Linked DNA regions of Arachis hypogaea: region 2 is linked to region 1. Evidence: chromatin contacts called from public Hi-C data. All regions are on one chromosome and are shown on one strand. The core of a region is the stretch at or near the end of the contact, and the rest is flanking DNA. Distances in the headings are between cores, read along the strand shown.

The links. Hi-C and Micro-C count contacts between places; a contact is called where the count stands out from the background.
Region 2: a Hi-C map of an unstated tissue shows a contact between it and region 1, with 4 times the contacts expected there. The contact joins the enhancer-like site here to the promoter of LOC112770873 in region 1. A contact is called at or near these places in 4 of 8 Hi-C or Micro-C datasets (leaf and an unstated tissue).

What each region holds. Positions count from the first base shown.
Region 1 is chr18:7,397,877-7,402,962 of arahy.Tifrunner.gnm2.J5K5, reverse strand. It overlaps LOC112770873 (cellulose synthase-like protein B4), which reads left to right and starts at 2,434. Exons shown (of 8, transcript XM_072225594.1): 1 at 2,434-3,261; 2 at 3,366-3,696; 3 at 3,783-3,902. The coding sequence starts at 2,987.
Region 2 is chr18:7,489,462-7,494,547 of arahy.Tifrunner.gnm2.J5K5, reverse strand. No RefSeq gene overlaps it. Among protein-coding and RNA genes, the nearest start is that of LOC112772187, 10 kb to the right of the region's middle. Within about 2 kb of position 2,492, at least 3 of the 3 cell types and tissues checked have open chromatin away from gene starts, as enhancers often do.

The DNA of each region.
Region 1 (5,086 bases), core at 1,185-3,684:
GCTGAAAAAGGTGTTACTCAATAGGGCGGGAAGGCTCTGTTTGATCAATTCGGTTGTGGCAGCTATTACTACTTAGCGCATGCAAATCTCTCTTTTTCTCAAAGGGATAACAAATTCTATAGCATCTATGATAAAAAAAATTTCTTTGAAAAGATCAAGCCAATGGTCAGGGGCTAAATCTTGTTAGCTGAAAGGTGTTGGTCACTCCAAAGAAGTTTGATGGTCTGGAAATATGGGATCCATTTTGTACTAATATTGCTCTTCTTGGAACGTTAGTTTAAAAACTCTTTCATTATTCCCACAAGCTTTGGGTTCAGCTATTGGCAGTTAAATACCGTTTTTCTCTGGGTGACACTTTCAACTGTTCTACAGATAATAGATCTTATGTTTGGGGGATTCTATGTAAAATTTAGGATATTTTGAAGGATGGTTTTAATTGGTGCATTGGAATTTAGACCAAAATTTTTGGTTCTCTAAATGGAGAAAGAAGGGCAGCTATGTAATGAGATGGATTATATTCACATTTCTGATTCGAATCTCCGGATTTTAGATCTACGGTCGGTTAGGGAGTGATATATTGAGAAGGTCTGTTCTCCTTTTCACTAGGTTTTGCATGAAAGCATTATCTCCTACAATTAGGATGTGCAAACGGGTTCAGTAGTAAGCTGGACTTAGTCCGATGGGCGGCTAAGGTTTATAATGCCCTTATGGCTCTGCAAGAAGATATTTAGATGGGAGAAGAGAGAAAAATGGCTTTGGCTTTGGTGTCAACTTGTTCCGAAAAATATCAAATTTTTTACTTGACTTTGTGTGTGAAAGGCACTACCTACTGATGGTTTTTGTCTCAGGAGAGGCCTTTCACCTACAGATAACTGTCCCAGTTGTTTGACTTGCCAGAAAACAGTTTTTCACTGTATTTGAGATTGTCCAAAAACTCCGTTTATTTGGCAGATTTTAGAGATTTTCGATCATCCTCTGGATTTGAAGAACTGGTTCTTGTCCCATAGTAAAAAGCATCATTTTAGGTTCTTTTTTGGTTTATGGTGAATTTGAAGAGCTAGGAACAATGAGATTTTTAACCATCATGAGCCTTGGCTAGGGGTGGCAAACGGGTCTAAACCCGCCGGGCTGGCTCGCGTAACCTGCCAAAAAAGGCGGGTCGGGATGGAAAATTGGGACCGCCAAATAGCAAAAATCCGTCTAACCCGCACCGCTTAAACCGTAGGTTTTGGCGGGCTTTGGCGGGGCGGGGCGGGCTTCTCCGCCGGGCTTAGTGTTTTTTTAGTGAGGGAGTATTTTTACAATTTTTTTTGCCAAAACCTAACTTTTTCCAACCTAATCCCAACCTAACTTACAAGAGTATGAAGATAAAATTGAGTGGTTTGGATTATGTTTATGTTACTTTTGAGACAATATTTATAATTATGTTTTAAATTATGTTTATTTTGCTTTGAAGAGAATATTTATACTTATGTTTCGGATGAAAACTTGGTTTATAATTATGTTTATTAGATATTTATAATTACAAAGATTTTAATATTTATGAATATAAAAAATATAATTTTTTATGCCTTTAGAAATTATAAATTTATTAATATGATTGTGAAATTATATATATTATTTAGTAGTTAATAGTAAAAAAAAAAGAGGAGATTTGGCGGGCTTAGCCCGCCAGCCCGCCAAAGGGTAGGCTTCTGGTGGGGCGGGGCAAGCTTCCCCGCTTGCCACCCCTAGCCTTGGCCTCCTTTTAAAGTAGCTCGTATGACTTTAACCTTCGAGAAGGAGGTTCGGAATAATGTCTTTGAATGACAACGAATTTCTATTTCTTCTATGATTAGTTGTTCTTGGGTTTCTCCTTCAATGGGTACTTTTAAGATTAATTGTGATGCTAATTACTCTGGTTCTGGGGATCGGATTGGTTTTGCCTATATTAACAGAGATTGAGACGGAAATCGGCAACGACACTGTTTGGAAACAATAGAGAGCTGCAATATTCTTCAAGGAGAATTGTTTGCTATTTGGAGAGGATTTCTTTTAGCTTAAGACTTGGGACAAAGAAATGTGATTTGCGAAATGGATTCTCTTGAGGCTTTCATTTTTGTTAACAATTCTCATGATAATGCTGGATATATAGACCTTTTGGTGTTTAAAGTCAAAGATATTATAATTTAAAAGTGACATGTTGATTTTTGCTTAATCTTATGAGATGCAAATACAGTGACAGATATTATGGCAAAAATGACCTTAAAATCACATTAACAGCATATAGAGCTTCTAATACTTTAAAAGCAGTTTGAAACGAGTATTTAGAAGAATCGCCTTACGTTTCCTTTTCTAGTGGATTGTTTTAAATTTTCAGTCAAAAAAATATGTATCTCTAGATTTGCACGTGGTCAGAGAGATCAACTTCACTATTGATGCCCTCTCATGCCTGATATCGTCCTTTCATATTTCTTGAATTTTGTTTTCATTATACGTAGATATGCCTTCCCACCACAAGCACATTGGAAGAGAAAACAAATGAATTTATCTCTCTAGGGCTTTCCTTTTATTGCTGGGACAATACACGTTATAGTCCAAAAACTTTTGTTACACGAGGGAAGCGAGTCCAGTTGAGTTGAATAAAGGAAATTCAATTATTATTATTATTATTATTATCATTATTATTATTATTATCATACATAATATGTATTGATATAAATAATTAAAAAATATAAATACTCTCGTAATGATATTTTTACATAAAATAATATTATGAATAGTTAGATAATTTAATATTTAATCGAATATATTTTACTGAATTATCCAACTGTTCACGATATTATTTTCGTACGAAAATATCATGTGAATATTCAAAAAAAATAAAAGAAATGGCAGCCAAGCAGGGGAAGTGTTCTCCGCCTTTAAAATGCCGACTTCCCCTGAAGCTCGTTGACTAATAAAATAACTACAACAAAAGGTTACTGGGAGTGAGAGAGAAATCACAATGGGAATCAGTGAAGAGAGTAATACTGAGCCTCTATACGAAAAAATATGGGTGAAATACACACTTTCAAGGGTAATGGATTCAATTATTCTGATCCTCCTTGTTTTGCTACTCTGCTACCGTGTATTCTCCTATGATGACATGAACCACCACTCATACCCTTGGTTCCTTGCTTTCATGTGCGAGTCATGGTTCACTTTCACTTGGTTAACCATCATCTCCACCAAATGGAACCCTTCATATACCAAATCCTACCCTCACCGTCTCTTCTCCCGGTAAAAAAAAAAAAAAAAAAGTGTTGGTCACTTAACATTTCTGATTCCGAACCTATGTATCTATTATTAACTATATATATTGTGATTTTTTTTTTTATGTAAAGGGTAGCTGAGCTTCCATCAGTGGACTTGTTTGTGACAACAGCAGATCCAGTTCTTGAACCACCAATCATAACAGTGAACACTGTTCTGTCACTTTTGGCACTTGATTACCCTTCCAACAAGCTTTCTTGCTATGTCTCCGATGATGGTTGCTCCCCTCTTAACTTGTATGCTCTTGTGGAGGCTTCAAAGTTTGCAAAGCTTTGGGTACCTTTCTGTAAGAAGTACAATGTAAAAACTAGAGCACCCTTTAGATACTTCGATTCTAATAATAATGAGGCCACCGCACCCAACAATAGTCCAGAATTCATGCAAGAATGGTTGGCAATTAAGGTGATTATTATTATCAATTACATGCATATCGATGTTAGTTTATGTATATATGTATGAATTTGAAGTCTTTAATTTAATTTATGCAGGATGGGTATGAGCATCTTTGCAGTAAAATTCAAAATGCGACAAAGAAATCAATCATGCTCGACCAAGAATTTCACGTATTCTCAACGACACAGCTCAATAACCATCCAACCATAATCAAGGTGCATGAAGTACTCGCTATATGAGAAGGATGAGAAAGTATAAAAAAAACTAATTTTTAATTAGTTATCCCATTTTAAAAAAGAAAGTTAATATTGACTAAAAAAAAAGTTAATTCTCTAACATTATTTAAAGAATATATAACAATGCGATTGAAAAGGAGATTGAGACAGAGATTAAAAAGTAGATTTGTAATATAAAAAGTTAAATGAGAATAATTTAAAAAAATATTATTAAAATTTTAATTTCTATTTCTAAAAATTTTAGTAATCTGTGTCTTCACTTTATAGAGATATTAAAGGATTAAAATTTTGTATCCCAAATAAAAATTTAATCTCTACTCATTAAGTATATATAATATTCAATGTCAATCTTTTAATTTCAATTCCACTCCTAAAATATAAAGGCAATATAAGAATTTTTTTTCCCTTGAAAAGTGTATAAAATTAAAAATATCTATAAAAAGTAATAAATATAACATTTTTTCCGGAAAAAAATCAAATAGATATTTTGAAAAATATGTCTAACAAGAAAAGAAATTATAGATATTCATTTTGGAGGAAATGACAAAAACATGTATTTTTTATATGGAGTGTTTTTTTTTAATATTTACATAATGATATTTTTATATAAAATAACATCGTAAATTATTAAATAATTTGATATATTTAATTTAATATATTTAATTAAATCATCTAAGGATTCATATCTAACTATTCATATAATTATTTTAATGTGAAAAGATGTTTGAAAGATATTCAATTTTGTTTTTTACTTAACATGGGGTCTTCCTAAGGAGCTGCTATTAAATGTGGACTCACCACACTGACCGACACGTGAAGCTTTCCCACTATCTCAGCCTGACAGTATCTAAAAAAAAGTCAATTTTATTTTACTTTTTTGTTGTCTTGGTTAAATAAGGTTACTAATTGTGTCCCATCTTCAACTATTTATTAACTGATAGGTGCTACTACTGTATTATTAGAAGAAGAAAAAAGGACACAATCATTCTCAGGCATTTAAGATTTAGGTCAATAATATATGTTAAAATAGTATTTTCACCATGATGATGATGGCATTAGGTAATATGGGAGAACAAAGAAGGTGTTTCAGATGGGGTGCCCCATTTAATCTATGTATCAAGAGAGAAGAATCCTAATCATCCACATCGTTATAAGGCTGGTGC
Region 2 (5,086 bases), core at 1,243-3,742, 92 kb before region 1:
TATGATAATGCAATTCACGTCACGTCAATCTTTTTGCATAACTTGAAGTACAATTTACAACAAACTACTAATTAATCCGTCACTCGTCAATGAGATCTCTACTTTCAAGTTTCAACTTATCTTTATCCTTCCAATACTTCAAAATATTCATGGGATCCTAAGTAGAACATTGTCCTCCCTCTACGTACTCTTATAATTATTATAAATTATCATACCTTATTTTTATTGGTCACTAGGTACCCAAGTGTTACAAGTGACAAATAAAGCAATATATAGTACCCAATCTCTGCTTTCATTCCATGTTCTCTTTTACACTTTTTCCCCCCCAATAGTTCAAAACACTTGTTTTTCTTTTTTTAATCATAGAAAGAACATTGTGTAGGAGCCTCTTAAAATATTCGGACACACTAGTGTGACAAAATGGTCAATGGATCACATTCAAGGCCGAAAGCAAGAAAGGAAACAAAGAAACCCCCCAAAAATATTGGTTACCCAAACTTTTGCTTTTCAATTTTTCATTAAGGCCACAGTTTGCGTAAAGGTTCCAAAAGTGGGTCCACAAGATCCTTCTCTAGCCACTGGAAACGATTTTGGAAGTTCATTAGATCAGAGTTGGGGTTAGAACAATAGAACCTAAGGTTCGTTATGTCGTAGTGGAGAAGTTGATTGATCAAAATTTTCACCACTGCATAATATATATTAACCTTTCTAAGGTGTCACTTACTATTAGAATTTCATGCATCTTACTTATTCAATATAGATATAATAGTATTTAGAAGTATTTCATCAATTTTCTATGTGTGATATTTTATCTATCTTCATGCAAGTTGAAACCCATTTTGCTCTGTGAAATTTTCGACCGGCCTCAATTTCGACTCCCAAATTTATAGTTATCCAATTAACACCTTCAAATATTAGATTGTGTCCCACGTTTGCCCTTGTAGCTATCTCTGTTAACGAAAATCTGATGTGACACGTTAAGTTGATAAAGTGTATATCCACGTGGCATCCAACTTGTCAGAATAGATGTGTGATGAGTGAATAACGTGACAAAAGTTGAATGAACTCAATTTGTCCAACAAAGTCTCGAACATATTGGGAAAAGAGGGTTACAAATTGAGTTCATTCAACTTTTGCCATATCATTCACTCATCACACATCCATTCTATCAAGTTGGGTGTCACGTGGATACACACTCTGTCAACTTAACGTGCCATATCATATCTCCGTTAACGGAGATAGCTACGGGAGCAAGCGTGGAGCACAATCCAATATTTGGGGGTGTTAATTGGGTAATTATAAATTTGGATGTCGAAATTGAACCCAATCAAAAATTTCAGGCGCCAAAATGGATTTCAACTCATCTTCATACTATTGGTTTTTTTCTCCCTCTCCATCAGTAGCCTACAAATGTAAAGTTCTAAAAAACATGTTAATTTATAAGGGAAAAAAAGTGATATAATGTAACATCAATTTTTGAGCAGGGAGAAAAAAAATTGAAAAATGAAAAAGAAAAAAAAAACTATCTCAAGAATAATAATAGAAGATTTTAATCTCTATGGTCTAAATTACATAAACATAATTTAGGACTATAACATATCCAAAGTGTATTTACAAGCACACACATGTGGCATTATTGTCACAAGTGCTTAACTAGATAGATACATAAAGTATTTTATGGTTATAAAACCGCATTTAGTTGTTAGGACAGGACATTATACAGAAATCAGAAACAGAAAATGTAGAAAATGTATGTCTCCACCCTAAGACACAGTGTCTTATATTTGTCTTCAGTTCCAAGTACAATTTTGTATAATGATGAATATAAAAATGTACATTCAACAAAAACTTACCTGATTATGAACAACCAAATCTCCAAGCTTGACATGATCCTGGCTAAAGAAACCTGAAAAATCTGCCCAGTTCACCATAATGGATCTTAGCTGATGTCCCAGCACAATAACCAAGAGATTATAGTAGCATGTTATTTGCATGAAATGGAAAATTCAAAGGAGCAAGTTCACAAGACCAAGAATAATGAGACATTGAGGCTAGTACCGTTTTCATTATAAGTGGTAGATTGGCTTGACTTGTATCTTGAGTGCAAATAGCAAGCAATCTGCAATGTATAACATTGGAAAATTTTCAGGTGAAAATACCAGGTGAAATATATATATAATTCAGATCAATGACTAAAACTACTAGAATACTACTATTCTTATCTGAAATATTATAATTGAAATCAATATTGCTATTCTTTTAATATCTGAAAATTTTCCTATATCATTAACATCTTTGTACCATACTACCATCAACTATCAGTCATGTATGATTAGAGGCCCAACCACCCTTCAGTGTTACCCACTGAAAATTATATCACCTCCTAAATCCATCTTCTGTTTTTTTTTTTTTGATATCAGCCTTCTCTTACGAACATGACCACTAAACTGGGCCGATACAACCGTATAAAGGTTAATGGGCTTGCTGAGCAGGCCCATTATGCTCATACTTTGAACCTTCTTCCTCCTTGGAGGCCACATAGTTGCTTACTCCATTTTTTATATGACCACTCATAATTTTATTTTTAATATAATGAATAACGTTTGTACTAAATCATTTTCAAAAAAAAAAAAAAAAAACGTTGATACTAAATCCAATCAACCGAAACGTTATTTGAAGCATTTAGTTTTAAGATTCCAATTTAAAGTACATGAATTTAATTTAAATAACTATGCTTGCATTTTTTAAAAAAAATTTGGAAAGAATGTTGTTTTTAGTGATAACGAATAATGATATAGTGTATTTTCGAGTAGGTCGTCAATGTATAAATTTAAAACAACTTGGTTGCAAATAATATCCGACTATATAAAATACTGGGTTTTTCTCTCGTGATCAAATAGCCAAATTTAAAATTAGAATTATCATTGTTTATACACAAATTAGAAATGACGAAATATATAATACATACAATATAGCATAGGTAACGTGGTGGTTAACATGTTTATTTTGTCTCAACTAAAATAAAAATGAAACTCACACGTCAATATCGAGAAATCAGATGTTCAAAGATTTGGAGCAAATGTAAACGGCTGAATGCTTATGCTATTAACAATATATTATCAATTTTGTTGATATTTTTTCTCCCATCATCAGACAATAGCTACTTGTTTTGCATCATTCTCGTTTCTCAAATAAAATAAAGTTTGTATATGTCCTAAACCAAATCAACCATATAATTTTATTTTATTTTTTTTATATTAAATCACACCGCCATATATAATTATATAATTGTGTGGTCCTTGACAAATAATGATCTACAAGTGTTAATTAAGGGCAGCCATGAGCAATGCAAGTTGTACTCTCATGAAGAGGATTTATGAATTCAATCTAGAATTTTTTTAGAATTTTTTAATTCTAATATCATCCCTATTAAATCATTAAAAAAAATATTTAAGTCTCGAAGCGTATTTAAATTTGTGAGTATGATTAGAAGAGTTTAATTTTTTGATCTTCTTTAATTAAAATTTTTGTATTTTTAATAGGGCTAAATCGCAACTTTTTTGATGAAAAAAAAATTGTGGAGGCGGCTTTGATGTATTGAGACCAAAGCCCTAAAGTTACTATTTATATTTGAGTGTGGCACCCATTAAACTCTAAAGCCCAAATACAATATCTCTGGTTTTATTCTCATTTAATTCCAAATCAAAAATAATAATGACTTATTCTATTAGCATTTATAACAATAAATGAGATCACTGTTATATAAGTCAATGTGAAATAACTTAAAAGAATCTTAGCCCCATTTTTTGCTTATTAACACTTGCTGGCCTTTGAAATAACTTTTGGAGACTATTTGCTTTTTGTCTCGTACCTAGCTACGAGACTTTTTCTTTTTATCTCGTAACCAGGCAAGAAATATTTTTCAGTTTTATCTCCTATGTAGCAGAAACAGAAATGGAGTAGAAGGGAGAGAGAAAATCACACCACGAAGTATCCTGATTCAGCTGCCAAGTGCAATGCAGCCTACATCTAGTCTCTATCACAACAATGATGGAATTTCACTAGAATCATCATGATTACATACACCAATTCTCCCTAGGAACTACCCTTCCTATTCGGGACAAGTCCAGAATCTAATCCCCAATCCTGAACTTGACTTGGTTACTGCCAAACTTTCAACTGTTAAGTGCTAACCCAACTTGCAAGGGGATTCCCACAGAATCATCCACAGAATCATGAAACACAACACAAATGTACAAAGGACCTCTAGGACATCTATGGTTTTTTCTTTTAATTTTGTATACTCTGCCTTTTTCCGCTCTATAGCTTTTTCATACAAACCTCACTGTTTGTCTTTTTCCATGAGACTCAAGACAGACAAAACTAAACAGAAAAATACAAAATGAAGAACATTGAAGGAGAAGAACTTCTGTTAGCTTAGGTAGCTATGAGAACTCTGTGCTTACTCTCCTTGTTTCAAGCCCTGGCTGTTCTCCCTTATTTATAGAAGGGGAAGCCTCCAAGGTTGAAACTGTTGAACTAAGCTAATCTTCTTCTTCTTCAAACCAAAAATCGGTTCGGCCAGAGAGAGAGGAGAGGAAACCGAATGTAAAACCCAACATGCAATTACCTCTGCGTCTTCCCTTGTCACTAATCTTCATCAATCCGGGCCTTCCATCTTGTCTTGCACTCCAAGAAGGATTCCTAGCGCTTGATGAGTTCTTGATGATGACAACTCCATCTGCTATAACTTCTACCTCATCCTCCACGTAGCTACAATAGCTACCTCCTGTAGTGGTTGAGCAAAAGCAGAGATGAGCCATTCTTCCAAAGGATCTTTTTTCTCTGACCGAAGTGGATCTCCATCATTTTTGGTATGGAGAGCTTGAGATCACTTCACCGCATCTTACCTTTTGTGGTAAAGATCTTAGCCACACCATACTTCATATTTTCTTTTTCTTGATGCCATCATTACAATGGCCTTGCTACTAGCTTCTTCTTCTTTCTGATAGCTTGCATTATCTTCCATATTTCTTCTGTAAAGTGACCGAAAGTTTGAGAGAGATGAGAAAGAAGAGAGAAAACT